2 separate regions of the Canis lupus genome follow, and region 1 is linked to region 2. A link is a contact called in public Hi-C data. All regions are on one chromosome and are shown on one strand. Each heading gives the region's core, a stretch centred on a gene start, on an enhancer-like site or on the middle of the called end of the contact. The rest is flanking DNA. Distances are from core to core; before and after follow the strand shown.

Region 1 (2,700 bases), core at 123-2,622, 1.0 Mb before region 2:
ATTTTATTATTTTATTTTGAGAAAGAAGCAGTCAGAGAGATCAAATCACAGGTTCTATGATGATAGGTAACCTCTACTGAGCCAAGAATCACGCCGAATCCTCTGTACTTAACCCCGCAAAACGTCCTACGGGACATCCCGTTAGAACAGTCGTTCGCAAATGAGTAACCAGAAATTAATCAAAATTAATTCCCTGGGTCGCAGGTCCTCGTAAACACGCAAAGGCCTAATAAAATCAGGCCTTCAACTACAGACTTTATACTTCCCACCACGATTCGACATCGCCTTCCCGGAAGAGTACAGGTGATACTAGTACCTCTGCTTTATTTTTTGATGTCTTACATTTACGTAGCCAATGATATATTCAAACGTGATGCCGTTTCCCCGGGCCCCAGTCTATCCAATTAAGAGGAAAAAGTCCCTGTAAACGCCCAGGACGGAGTTAATGTCACTTGCCACTCCTTGATGGCTGAATGTCCTCCTAACATCTTACATCTATCTCCCTCTCACAATTTACATCACTTAAATCATTTGAGTTAAAAACAATTATTATAATTACTATTGAGTCCGTACGGCTCTAGTGGGCATTGTTCTAAGCACCTCCCATTTATTAAGCTCCACCCCCCCCCCCCCCGCCCGTTCCCCCGAAATAGACCCTGAGGCCCTTGACCAGGGCACTCCAGCGATGCTTTCGGACATTTCCAAGCGGTGGCCCGATGCCTCTCGTCTGGGGACCGGGCACGAAAGCCTGGGAGAGGTCACTCTCCCATCGCCTGCCGAGGACAGGGACACCGACTGGGTACCTGGGTTGTACCCTGCGGTAAAGCAGATCGTTTCCCAGGAGTCCATCTCCCGGAGCAGGACCTCCTGGGGCACAGGTGCGCTCCTGTTCGCTCCCTAGGTGGGCAGGCACGGGAACGAACGGATTGCCCACTTCCCTTCGTCTTTCCGAGCTGAAAGGCTAGAGCGGAGGGACCAAAGGACAAGGGTGGAAGGAAGAAGTGCTGGGTGGGGACAGGTCGCGCGCCCCACCTGCGAGAGGGAGAAGTGGCCCTCACAGTAGCGCTGCGCCTGCGGCAGGTGGAAGATCTCGTCCATGTAGGGCTCTCGCAGCGCCCGGCTGAAGGCGGAGAAGAGGAGACAGGACACCAGAAAGGTGCAGCTCAGGGCAGCCGAAAAGTAGTAGCCCTCGAGCTGCGCCATGCCCGTCCCCATAGCCACCGCGCCGGAACCGCGCCCCGGAAAACCTGCTCGGGGCTCCCCGAGCCCGCAGAGCCGAGCTGGAAACTCGGGCTCGAAATGGGCGCGCAAGGCGGGACTGGCCGGACGGGACTGAGCATAGCCGGAAAGCAAAGGATGCTGGGAGAGCGCGGACCTTCCCCCTCCCCGCCCCCCCAGCGAACTTCCGGAGGAATCCGGTCACTGTTTCCGGAGTGACGAGTTTAGGTAACGGACCGGGCTGCTGGCCTGTCAATCACGTTGCGCGGAGGCCGCGGAGTGGACAGAGCCACCAGGAGGGGCGGGCCTCGGGGTCCACGCGCGCCGCACATTCGCGGCTAGTGCTTCCAGCCCGCAGCTTCCCGGTGGGTTTTTTTTTTTTTTTTTTTTTTCCAGCTCGTTTCCACTTCCTGACCAGGAGGTGGCGGCCCTCCCCCGCGTTTGCAATCACGAAGCTTTTCAGAATTTGCCCGTTTCCTCCCCATTTTTTTTTTTTTTTTTTTGGTCCTGTGATCTGAATTGCAATCTGCGATGGCAGAGTATTTGATATCCGCAACTTTGGCGGGTGGGAGGGGAACGTTGGTTATGGAAGCTAAGATTAATACTTTCCGGTTAAAACGTGATGATCCTGCTGGGTGAACCTCACGAATTACAAGTGTTTTTTTGTTTTGTTTTGTTTTGTTTTGTTTTAAGGTTAAAAAGGAACTCTTTCAGGGCAGCCCGGGTGGCTCAGTGGTTGAGCATCTGCCTTGGGCCCAGGGCGTGACCCTGGAGACGCAGGATCGAGTCCCACGTCCGGCTCCTTGCATGGGGCCTGCTTCTCCCTCTGCCTCTCTATGTCTCTGATGAATAAATAAATGAAATCTTAAAAAAAAAAAAAAAGAAAAAGAAAAAAGACTTGCAGAATGTGGGTACTCTCAAAGGGGATTTAGTGACATCGGCATTCATAGCGCACTCTGATAACCGGATTGAAGTACTCTACAGGGGTTGGGGAAAGCAATCATCTCAGGATTTGGGTCCTTTTAGATAAGAGGAAGGCGGGCTCTATGCCTTCAAGTTTGATTGTGCTTGTTAACATCTCTATCGCAGTATTTTATCTTCATTTTTAGATAATAAGCACTAGCATTATGCAGCACTTGTATTGGTAGCCCCGCCGCTTAGGAATTAGTTGGACAGTTAGGAAATCGGGGCCAAGAAAATACGGAGTCAGGACAGCTTTAAAAAAACAAAAACAAAAACAAAAACCAAAAAACAAAACGGCACCAACATCCTGTTTTGCAGCTTGGAGAGGACCGCGCTAACATTTTGGTTTGCAGCCTTGGCAGAAATGACTTCTGCAAAACATCCTAGCATAAGACAGTTAACCACAAAGCATTTGTTAATATCACGGGCAAGGGACCTTGAAGGTATAAGACCCCAAATGTCAGCAAAAGAAAAGAAGAAGAAGAAAAAAAAAAAAAAGGCCTTCAACACGAAGACATT
Region 2 (2,700 bases), core at 197-2,696:
AGCAAGAGAGAGAGAAAGGCAGAGACACAGGCAGAGGGAGAAGCAGGTACCATGCAGGGAGCCCGATGTGGAACTCAATCCAGGGTCTCCAGGATCACGCCCCAGGCTGCAGGCGGAGCTAAACCACTGCGCCACCGGGGCTGCCCGAAACTAATTTTTTAAATAAGATTTCATTATGTTAAATGACTTTATAATGTTATGTAATGGAAAGGTCCTGTAGGGAATAATTTAGCCCATGGCCCAGATGCCTGCTTCAGGATCCGGGCACTCAATCTCCCAGCTGCTGAGCTTATCAAGTTGCTAATGGTTCACAGCTGAGACCATTTCTGCATCTAGCTCTCTGCCAAAGCCTTGCCCAAGGTTTTGCCTCCTCTGCAGGGGCATCCCACATTGAATGGCTGGACAAGAAACAAGGCCTGCCCCTTGTTTCAACTTAGAATGAATCTGAAAGGAAACCCTAGCTCCAGAGCCCCCGTGGGATTGACTATTTGAGGCTGCTACTGCAAACTGTTGACAGTTCACTCTCTCCCTCAGCCCAGCCCTGCCTCCATCACTCTAGTACAGATGTTGTTCCAAGTGTACACCCCATAGTCCTTCACGCAGATCTCCAACCCGACCTTACACAGTTAGTGTTGAAAGTGGTCCCAGAAATGGACCCTAAAATCGGGTCTTGGAGCTGGATTCCATGCTAGCCAACTGGCAAGGAGAACCCCATCCTTGGTGAGTGGAGTACCGATAGCACCTGTCACGCTGTGGCAACGTGATGACTAATTAGAACCCGCTTACACTAAAGCTGTGTCCCGCCTGGTTACCTGTAATTGTTAAACGGATAAACGAAACACGGGGTTTTCTGCATTTATTGTATTGACCTCGCTCTCAGCATAGCTCGGACAAGCCTGCCACCTCCCGGAGAAGCTAATGTGTACGCGTGGTTGAGGCGCTGTCGTCCCCTTGGGGAATCCCTACTAGGAGTTTGGGTTCCAACGCCAACTTTGTATCTCTCCATTCAGTTAAACCAATTTCCAACCCATCGCCACCTCTCTGAACAAGTTTTTGCATAGAACCAAGAATCCACAGGAACCCGCGCATCACAATTTTTTTTTTTTTACCCGAAAATTTAAACAAAACCTAGCATTTGTAAGAGGGCTTAAGAGGTGCCAAGCGCTCTCTTAGTCCCCACAAGGGCCCCCTGGCATAGGAACTATTATCACAGACACACCTACGTTACGAATGAGGAAATAAATTTTAGCTGATTTAAGGTGACCGCAGGGTAAGCGGAATCCTCGCTTGAGTCGTCAGAACTCCAACGACTGCTGAGAACTCAAGCTCCGTAACTAAGTGACCGCCCCGCCCCGCCCCGCCCCGCCCGGGCATGCGCAGAAAAACACGGAAGTAGCTTCCGTAGAAACTGCAAGAGGTTGGCGCCGAGGGGCGTGGCGAGGGCTCTGATATCCCAGCATTCCCATCGTGCCGAGTCCAACATGGCGGCCCCCATGTTGCGGCGCTTTCCCCGGGGCCGGCGGTTTGGGACCCCGGGCGTGTCGGGAGTCTTGCTCCTGGGACAGCGTGAGGCCCGTTCGGGCGCTCAGGGGTTGCTGGCGGTGCAGAAGGCCCGGGGTCTGTTCAAGGAGTTCTTCCCCGAGAAGGGGACGAAGGTAGAGCTGCCCGAGCTCTTGGACCGCGGCTCGGGCAGCTTTCCCCAGACCGTCTACTGCGGCTTCGACCCCACAGCCGACTCGCTTCACGTGGGGCACCTGCTGACGCTGCTGGGCCTGTTTCACTTCCAGCGAGCGGGCCACAACGTGATCGCCCTGGTCGGGGGGGCCACCGCGCGCCTCGGAGACCCCAGCGGCCGCCCCAAGGAGCGCGAGGCGCTGGCGCCGGAGCAGGTGCGGGGGAACGCGCGCGCCCTCCGCCGAGGCCTCGAGGCCGTGGCGGCTAATCACCAGCGGCTCTTCGCCAACGGGCGGCCCTGGGGAAGCTTCACGGTCCTGGACAACGCGGCCTGGTACCAGGGGCAGCACCTGGTGGACTTCCTAGCGGCCGTGGGCGGCCACTTCCGCATGGGCACGCTCCTGAGCCGCGCGAGCGTGCAAGCCCGGCTGCAGAGCGCCGGCGGGATGAGCTTGGCCGAGTTTTTATACCAGGTGCTCCAGGCTTACGACTTCTACTATCTGTTCCAGCATTACGGATGCCGGGTCCAGCTGGGTGGGTCCGACCAGCTGGGCAACATCACGTCCGGATACGAGTTTATCCACAAGTAAGCGCCTTCGGGGACCCCCTGGGTGGCTCTGCGGTTCAGCGCCCGCGCTCGGCCCGGGGCGTGACCCTGGGGTCCCGGGATCGAGTCCCGCGTCGGGCTCCCTGCACGGAGCCTGCTTCTCCCTCTGCCTGTGTCTCTGCCTCTTTGTGTGTGTGTGTCTCATGAATTAAAAAAAAAAAAAAAAAAAAAAACCGGTAAGGGCATCCAGCCCCAGGCAAAATTTTGTGTCCAAATAATTCACCCACGAGTAGCCTGTAATCCACTATCAGGAATAGGGAACGACGCCCTTTCCGCGTCCTTTTGGGTTTTACCCCCACTACACCTGTAATGCTGTTAATGTGATTGGCTACCGGGAGCTAAAGGGCTGCATTTGACGGCACTAGGCCTGGAACGCATTCTTAGAGCTCAGCAGGCAGCAGACCACGCGTCGGGATTCA

What was found. Hi-C and Micro-C count contacts between places; a contact is called where the count stands out from the background.
Region 1: a Hi-C map of blood shows a contact between it and region 2, with 5 times the contacts expected there. The contact joins the promoter of LOC477647 here to the promoter of YARS2 in region 2. A contact is called at or near these places in 3 of 9 Hi-C or Micro-C datasets (blood and liver).

What each region holds. Positions count from the first base shown.
Region 1 is chr27:31,451,904-31,454,603 of UU_Cfam_GSD_1.0, reverse strand. It overlaps LOC477647 (dol-P-Glc:Glc(2)Man(9)GlcNAc(2)-PP-Dol alpha-1,2-glucosyltransferase), which reads right to left and starts at 1,372. Exons shown (of 3, transcript XM_038576159.1): 1 at 1,033-1,372. The coding sequence starts at 1,215.
Region 2 is chr27:30,433,791-30,436,490 of UU_Cfam_GSD_1.0, reverse strand. YARS2 (tyrosine--tRNA ligase, mitochondrial) reads left to right here and starts at 1,446. Exons shown (of 6, transcript XR_005380019.1): 1 at 1,446-2,260.